Linked DNA regions of Zea mays: all the other regions are linked to region 1. The links are chromatin contacts, called in public Hi-C maps. All regions are on one chromosome and are shown on one strand. The core of a region is the stretch at or near the end of the contact, and the rest is flanking DNA. Distances in the headings are between cores, read along the strand shown. Region 1 holds the start of LOC100502274 (Protein LAZ1). Region 2 holds the start of LOC100276548. Region 3 holds the start of LOC100383122.

What was found. A called contact is a pair of places that touch in the nucleus more often than the background predicts.
Region 2: a contact with region 1 is called in a Hi-C map of leaf, with 7 times the contacts expected there. The contact joins the promoter of LOC100276548 here to the promoter of LOC100502274 in region 1. A contact is called at or near these places in 5 of 25 Hi-C or Micro-C datasets (ear, leaf and tassel).
Region 3: a Hi-C map of ear shows a contact between it and region 1, with 2.6 times the contacts expected there. The contact joins the promoter of LOC100383122 here to the promoter of LOC100502274 in region 1. A contact is called at or near these places in 3 of 25 Hi-C or Micro-C datasets (ear, endosperm and tassel).

The regions. Positions count from the first base shown.
Region 1 is chr6:92,284,758-92,287,794 of Zm-B73-REFERENCE-NAM-5.0, forward strand. It overlaps LOC100502274 (Protein LAZ1), which reads left to right and starts at 1,275. Exons shown (of 10, transcript XM_035959972.1): 1 at 1,275-1,463; 2 at 2,138-2,178; 3 at 2,269-2,483; 4 at 2,598-2,654; 5 at 2,779-2,887; 6 at 2,971-3,037. The coding sequence starts at 2,328. LOC542305 (cyclin 3) reads left to right here. Exons shown (of 11, transcript NM_001363253.1): 11 at 1-258.
Region 2 is chr6:92,876,128-92,878,827 of Zm-B73-REFERENCE-NAM-5.0, forward strand. It overlaps LOC100276548, which reads right to left and starts at 1,450. Exons shown (of 4, transcript NM_001374062.1): 1 at 884-1,450; 2 at 528-698; 3 at 253-429; 4 at 1-85. The coding sequence starts at 1,405. The coding sequence ends at 5.
Region 3 is chr6:92,923,917-92,926,616 of Zm-B73-REFERENCE-NAM-5.0, forward strand. LOC100383122 reads left to right here and starts at 1,415. Exons shown (of 7, transcript NM_001175788.1): 1 at 1,415-1,494; 2 at 1,568-1,744; 3 at 2,189-2,260; 4 at 2,346-2,533. The coding sequence starts at 1,476. It overlaps LOC100192616, which reads left to right. Exons shown (of 4, transcript NM_001137831.1): 4 at 353-765. The coding sequence ends at 508.

The sequences.
Region 1 (3,037 bases), core at 25-2,524:
AGGCTGCTTCGACTAAACTACAGAAGTGGGATCTATCTGAATATATGCAACGGCTGTTGCAGCAAATATTTGGTGGGGCTGGGTTGGTGTGTTGTTTGTTAGTTCAATAACTTAACATTAATGAAACAGTGTTTGTGTTGTTTAGGGTTTTTTTTTCCAATTATATCGATTGGAATTTCATTTGTTGTATCCTGGCCATCATTCTTTACTCATGTCATGTGACACCTCTGCGTTTTGAAAAATAAACATTGATTATGTGGATCTGCTGAAATTGTTGTCTGACTTGCCAGTATTCACTCAACGCGGTTATCGACCTAGACAGTAGATGCGTCAAACATGAAGCCGTGTCTCATGCCCATTAGTTCCTGGTAATTAAATTTGTATTGTTATTATCACTTTTTTTGTCTTTTTCTTGATATCATGGACTTTTTTTTGGGTTATGAACTTTACATCCGCAATTAACAACACCTTGCAGTGTGAAACGTGAATGGCTCTGAAGTGAGCTTGTAGTAGCTGGTTTACTACTATGACCATGACCACCTTGCATTTCAGGCGTGAGGTTATTGATTTTTTTAAACTTCAACAAAAAAATGTGAAGTATCATTTATTTTATTTATCAGTTGAGGTTGTTTGAACGTGACTTAAAATTTTACATTTTTAAATAAATATTTTGAATAAAATAAGTGGTTGTTTTTTTAAAATTTTACATTTTTGAATAAAATAAGTGGTTAATTTTTTTTAAAAAGTCAACGGTGTCATATACTACCTCTAGTTTTTTATATATGACGCTCACCAATTCATTTTTGACTTTTCGACGACAAAAAAAAAAATTGGAGGTAGTATTTAAGAACGATGGAGTATTAGACAAAATACTCTCAGCAGCAAGCTCTTAAATTTTATTCGCCCCTGGCGTCTTGAAATTATATATACAATCTCTTGCCCTTATCGGGGGAAAAAATATATCACCTATCTTGAATTGAGTTAAATCCGCCCATTGCCATGGAAGTCCATCTCTCAAGTCCTCCACATGATCTTCCAGATCGTCTCAACTCCATGCCTCCAATCAAACAACTTTGATCCCCATTGTACAATGGAGTCACTTTGACAGCCACCGCGTCTCTAAATACAACCATCCATGCTTAATACACCTTTTGTTTTTATTAGTCTGTATGTTTTCGACGCATTGTGTTGTTTTTTTAGTAAAATGCAAACTGCATACCAAATCACCTTTTGTGTTCTAGTTTAATTTTCAAGATCCAAATTTGAATTGGGGGCTACGATCTGGAGTTGCCAGAGAACGAAGGCAAGAGCACAGGAAAAAAAAGAGGGCCAGCCCAGAGAGAGCGAGAGTTCCTGGTTGACCCGACCAGACAGACAGCGACTGCAAACAAAACCAGAGACGTTGCGAGCATGTGGTGCAGGAGAAACAATTTCTCTCCCCGCCGTCCCTGTCTCCCTGACAAGTACGATTCCGCCACCTAATCCTCTGTATGTAAATGTAATCAAGCCCCACGCTCCCCATGGTTCTCTTCCAACCCCAATTAATCCTAGGCAGGCAAAGCTCGTTTTTTCTTGTGCGCCGGTTGATTGGGCTCTCTGTTTGCGGAGTCTTGCTCTCCCTCTGGTCGGTTTTCGTTGATCCCTCCTGCATTGGTTTGCTCCGGCTCAGATCCGATTCTCTAGGTTTGTATCCTTTCCTTTAGTTCTGTTTTGGATCCTCCCTTCGTCAAGTTTTCCGGCGGTGACGGTGAGGGAGAAGTGGGTTGGCAATTTGACGAAGACACGGCCGCCCACCGCCGTGGGGTCATCCATTAGTGCGACGTCCGACGTCGCCATGGGTGATCCGGCTGCTCGAGCTTGCTCAGGTTTCCTTTTAGGGGCTATTTTGGATCGAAGATCGTTTCTTGGCGGAAAACTCCCAGATTTACAGAAGCTCACCTATTGCCCCTTTAATATTTTTTCCAGTTCCAGATTTCCCAGTAGCCCCCTTCAAATCTTTGATCGGGGTTGGGTGCAAAGCAACGTTATTTCTGCTTCATTCATGTGCGGTCTTTACGAGTTCAATTCTGCTGCCCCTTCAAGATTTGCCCTTGCGTCCTCCTCATCTTTATCTCTTTTATATATATGGTGTTTGCAGGAAGAGAGACCAAAGTATCAAGTGGAACAACAGAATTTTAGGTACTGCCGTGCCGCTCAACAAGGGAAGAGCAAGAGCTCCAGTCTCTGTCTCACTTATTATGATCCTCTATGAACCATACCCTGCAACAGATTTCATTCCAAACGGGGCATAATCATTGAAGACCAGTTAAGGGGGGCAGTGAGAAGGGATGGCGGTGGAGTTGGCCAAGCAATTGCTTGCGGTTATTGGAAGCTATACACCACCTCTCTGGGCTACCCTCATCGCCGGGGTTTTTGTTATCATCTCCGTCTCGCTGTCCCTGTACTTGCTGTTCAATCATCTGTCAGCCTACAAAAACCCAGAGGTTGTGGATCGTTATCAGTGTTGCTTAGTGTTTAAATAAATCAATGTGATACATTGTTTGAACCGTGTCTGACTTGGTATTTTCACTCATTCTTGCCGCATTATGCTCTTTCAGGAACAGAAGTTTCTTGTCGGCGTCATTCTCATGGTGCCGTGCTATGCAGTCGAGTCGGTAAGGTGCTGTGCTGCTGCTTTGTCATTCATCCTAGATTAATACCTAGTCCATATAGGATAAGATCTGGTTGCTCGATTGATGCATCGCCGTACTGTTTAACATTTTATGAGAACTCTTGCAGTACATATCACTGGTAAATCCATCAATAAGTGTTGATATCGAAATCATGCGAGATGGCTATGAGGCATTTGCTATGTACTGTTTTGGGCGCTATCTAGTTGCTTGCTTAGGTACTCCTCTGTCACTTACTTCACATTCCAATGATATTTATTATTCATATCTTGGCCTAACCATGCACCTGTACTTATGCCAGGTGGTGAAGATAGGACAATTGAATTTTTGAATAGGGAAGGTGGTTCAGGTTCTGCTGCACCACTTTT
Region 2 (2,700 bases), core at 200-2,699, 590 kb after region 1:
CCCTCTACATGCAGCCTCCGCCATATCCAGCGGTCTTCAACAGCTCCTGCTTTATCGCGTCGGCGCTGATCATGTCCCTCTGCATCTGCGATGTCATTGTCCCCCCTGTCAGTCAGTCAGGCAACCACATTCAAGGAGCAAAACTTGTTTGCACTGCATCGCGTCCAATTAATTTGAGGACGAAGGGAGTCTGGCAGATCTAGAACCAATGTATTGTGTGTGTGGGCAGGCAGCGGTCACGGTGGTGACTACCTCGGAGCAGGAGGCGTGCATGCCGAAGTCGTTGAAGCAGCTGACGACGCACTGCTGGATGTCCAGCCCTAGCGCGTCCAGCGTGCTCACCGTGGACAGCAGCAGCCCCGGCCTGGCGCTGGCGCCGCAGTAGATCTCCACCCGGGTGTCGGCGCCCTCCTTCCGCTCCACGTCCAACTGCACGAGGACGCAGCATCAGCATCAGCATCAGCGTCTCAGCCGCGCCTCGCATTCCCCTTCCCCCAATCGCGGCCAGCCACAAGATAGAATCGTACCTTGGGGGTGTTCCTGGCCACCATCTCGTTGGGGTTGAGCTCCCGGAAGACGCTGAGCATGCCCGCCGGCGCCTCCCCCTGCTGCTCGATCTCCTCCTGCAGCAGCTTGATCCTCTCCAGCAGCTCCTTCATGTAGTCGATCGTGTCGCCCAGGATCGACGTCCGGTCCATCTGTGCACCCACCACGCGCATTTCGTATCTCATCAGTCATCAGCCCAGCCGCCGACGCCGTAGATAGACATACTGATTGCGTGTTTGCTGTTTTCTTGTCCGACGAGGTGGACAAAGAACCAAGAAAAAAGGAGAGATCCCCCCCCCCCCCCCCCCCCCCCCCCCCCCCTCTTTGTCCTTCTCACCTTGCTGATCTTGGGCACGACGGAGCGCAGCATGGAGAGGCGGTCGTTGAGGCGCTTGCGGCGGCGGCGCTCGGCCATGAGGTTCTTGGACGGCATCCCCTCGACCCTCTTCTTCTTGGACGCCGCAGGGGCGGGCGTCGGCGCGGCGGCGCCGCCGCCGTCGCTCTCCACCAGGCCGGGCTCCACCTTGCACACCCCGAGGCCGGCGTTGTTGTCCAGCTGCAGCGCCTCCTTGGGCTCCGCGACGTGGAGGAACGCCATCTCGTCGCCGGCATTGGGCCCGCCGAACGCGGCGGCGGCGCCGTAGACCTCGCTGAGGCAGTCGAAGGCCGGCGGCTCGGCGCAGGAGGCGGTGAAGGTGGGGAGGACGCTGACGGTGGGCGCCTGCTGGTTGTGGAAGGAGCAGTCAATGGCGGCGGCCGCCGCCGGGGCGAAGAGGTCCCCCATGGACACATTGCAGTCCCAGGCGTCCCTGCGCAGGGAGAGGATCTCCTCCAGGAAGGCCTGCTCGTCGAGCTCCATGGCCGCATCCGCCGCCTTCTCCTCGAACTCGAATGAAAAAGGGAGGTGTGTGTGCCTGCGGTGGAGGGAGGAGACGGACAACGGGGGATTAAGATACGGGGAATGAAAGGGGGGGACAATTATTCCCTTTGATAAATGGTAAACAGTTGCCATTAAGGTAGTAGGCTGCTAGTAACAAATACGTAGTAGTACTACATTAATCCATGGAACTTGCTGCTGATTTATCTGTGGTGTGTACCGTACTAGTCGCAGCAGTAGAATGCAGTGAGGCCCCCAATCTGGTTTTTTGTTGTATTGCGACCTGTGAACCCTAGGCCTGGCCTAGCTAGGGCATAATGACAGTGCTAGGCTCCAGGAGGATTCGTCCTGGGCGTCGGGTAAAGCTCTCTGCCCTGTGATAGTGTGTGATGATGCCCTTTAATCTACTGACTGAGTAATTAGCGGGCACAGGCAGGCTTTGAAAGCTCCAACGCTCATGACTGACTGAGACTGAACTCTTGATGGCATATATTCAGAGATGACAGAAACTCTTGGCCACGCCCACGCCCACGCCCACACTGATGAAAGCCAAGCCATGGAGTTCCTCCCCTTCATCCTCGCTGTCATGCCATGCCACGGCAGCTGAATCGAATGGATTGATTTCTGTGGCAAACATTTCTTAATACTCAATCAATCTCGGGAAAACGAAGACGGCCAAGCTGGGAGAATGATATGATGACGAGGCCCCGGCCTCAGAACAGAAGATCCCGTGTGCGGGGCCCGCAGGTTTGACCCCACAAATGCGTCGAAAACGGCTTCTGGGGCGGCAGCGGCTCGCCCGTATCAGTTTCCCTGCGCATCCCTGGCTCCTGCATTGGCAATTGGCATGCAGGCGGGTGGGTGGGCTCACCCGTTGGAGGCCCACGTACACGTACGTGTCCTCTGCCTCTCTCTCTCGCCTCGTGGGCCTTTCTGAGCCCCAACTTGTGTCGAGCAGTTAGACAGCATTTCCTCGGTGTTTGTTAGCGCGGAGTATATATACCCATGTATATACCCATGGCCTGCTGCTGCTGTTCGAATGGTCCATACCATGCATCGTTCCGAATGGTCCATGCATGCATCGATCCCGTCCGTAGCTCTTCTGTTCTTTGTACAAGAGCAGCCTACGAGTACGTACGTAGCTTTTATTGCTGCTGTGCACTTGCCCTGCACCAGCTAGCTAGGACCCTACGTACGTACTGTACAGCTTCTTGGACGACATCCTCTACTATACCTACCTGTCTGTCTACACTAGGTTATGTATCTATATATACCAG
Region 3 (2,700 bases), core at 165-2,664, 640 kb after region 1:
CAGACGCGTCAATTGCTTAAATAATTGTAGTCCATCCAATATCAACCCAAGATGTGTATCTTCTTTTGGTGTAAAGCTCAAGCTTGCCTGTATTGTGAATTATCATAGTTCTCTATTAGGTTTGCGGTCATCTCTGGCCTTGATTTTTTTTTCTTTCTATACATGGAACTCCAGATCTAAATTGTTTTTCACATGTAATTAGCTACGACCTATGCGGGACAATGATACCTGCAAGTTGTTCTTTTCCGCATTTGAATGTTGTCCCTTTCTTTCACCGGTGCTGCATTCTGTCTAGCTGTTTGCTTTCAAATGTATGTATCCACATTTGCTTGATCTTGGTCTGTTGTTACAGTGCTGCGGTTGCAACGTGTTCCATAAGTTGGTCGACAACCTGAACCTGTTTCATGAGATGAAGTGCTATGTTGGCCCAGATTTCCGCTACGAAGGGGATGCTCCATTCAACTACCTTGACAGAAACGAGGATGGCGACAGTATCTTCCCTCGCTAAAGCCTCCCTTATGTTGCAGACTTGCAGTACCCAAAAACAAATGATCGGTCCTGTTCTAATTTGTTCGTGTAGCTGTACTTAATAAGCAGATGTACCTTCATGAACCTGTAAGACTAGTTTATCATACGCATAGATGACCAGTCACTAGAATCTACACTGGAGTTGTAATGTCGGTGACCAGTTAGTGTAATTTTCAATTGCCTGTCAACTTTTGGGCATATAATAAAAAATATGACCTGCATTTCGTCATTTGTTTCAACAAGAGCGGTGCCAGTTTTCCCTCTAGACGGTACCTTACCTTTTCATTTTTCTCATTTTCTGGATCTTAAGTTATGATGCTTTGTCATTAAGCATCTGAACTCTTCTTTTACAAGGATATAAGCGGATTTACGGAAAACAGTGGTGTTGGGTATATATGGATAATGTTGATACATAAATGCAAATTTGTGGGTTGCACTCCCCATCAGCCATCAGAATGTTAGTTGTCGATCTCAGAAGCTGTTCTGCTTCCTAATGGTCATAGATGAAGTAAAAAGTATATCTTGATCTCATTCAGAAGAACAGGTACGACTGTCAAGATTTGACAGTGCTGGAGGAAAATGAGCTGGTATATGGTGACACATCGCCTCCCGTATGACGAAAACAAAATACTAAAAGATTTTAACACATCGCTACTATTTCCTCAAGCTTGGTTTATCATTTGGATTGATGGGCTCGTAGTGGATCCACTGCTTATTCTTGAGAGGTTGGCTTTCTATCTGGAATCGACATTGCTTTCTGATGATCTGTGGCCTGTGGGACAGAATTTCTTTGCAGATATCTATGGCATGGAAAAAAAAAATACACGTTTGCAGTAGTTTGTTTTGGGCTCTCACACTGTCACAGTGGCCTCCCCCCAACAGGCCCCAAAGCCGTAGGCCTGACACGGGAGCACGGCGGCGGCGGCGGCGGCGGAGGAGGAGGAGGAATGGCGAGACGAAGCAGAGGTAGGCACTGACCCGACCCAATTGGCGCTGCGCTTCCTGTTCGGATCTAGCTAATGGTTCGGTTCGGTCTTAGGCGGCGGCATCGTCACGGAAGCGGCGTTGAAGGCGCACGCGGCGGCGGTGCGGGTGGTGTCCCGCAGGGGCGCCGTGCGGCTGGTGCTCGTGTCGGCCATCGCCTGGGCCATGCTCGGGCTCGTCGCACTCGCCTTCCACCTCCGGCCCTGCAGCTCCCCCGTCGCGTTCCTCTCAGGTCAGCCAGCTAGGTCGCCGACTCGCCGCGGCTTCCATCGCTGCTATCCGTACTTCCGTAGACCCACTGCAGCGTGTTTCGCCTTTGCAATGCGCAAATGCCATGGGCTTGATGATGCATCGGTGGAACAGTAGCAGAGGCTTGCTTGCTTACATTGCTTCGGGAGTCAGTTACCTCGCATTGTACCCCTGATAAGGAATGGAAACACTATCTGACAACTAATCCTCTTGGTTATCTCACGTCTCCTTCCATTATTCAGTGTGCAATCGTACGTTTAAGATGTCTTGCTTCTGAGTTCTAGCTAATATGTTCTTCTAATACATTGTTTAATTTAATCTCTAATATAACACTTTCTGGTCTTCCATAGGCTGCCTATCATAATAGTGGTACTCTTTGTCTTATCAGTTATCATCACATGCTTTGTTGCGCCTTGTATCTCTGCAGCCCTTTGTGAAAAGGACAGTAAAGTTTTCTCGGTGTTGGACTCGATGGGGCTCTCATCGAAACCACTCCACCGTAAGATTCGTGCCTTAAAAAAAAATCCTTTTGGTGGCTAAATTGTGACTGCTTCGTAGCCCCACATTTGTACTTCAATCTACAGGCTGCCCGATACCTGTTGCGAATGATCCAAATGCTATTGCCATCCCAAAGAGGACTCCCAACACAATCGTGAAGAAGTTGTCATATATAACGGTTGACAAGCAGGACAAAGATCCTTCACCGCTGTTTGGAGGGCACCAAAACTGGAAACAGAGGGAGGAGAGCTTTAAACTGAACTCTACCATGAAGGTAACTACTTGCCTTTAGTTTGTGCATGTATTGTATAAACTTGCTTGTACACTTCAGTTTAACTTTTATGCTATAGCTTTTAGTGTGAGTGGCAGTGAGAGGCTAAGTGTATAATGGTGGAAAAATCTGCTGCATTCTCCTTTTTACTTTATAGATTAGGGCATTTG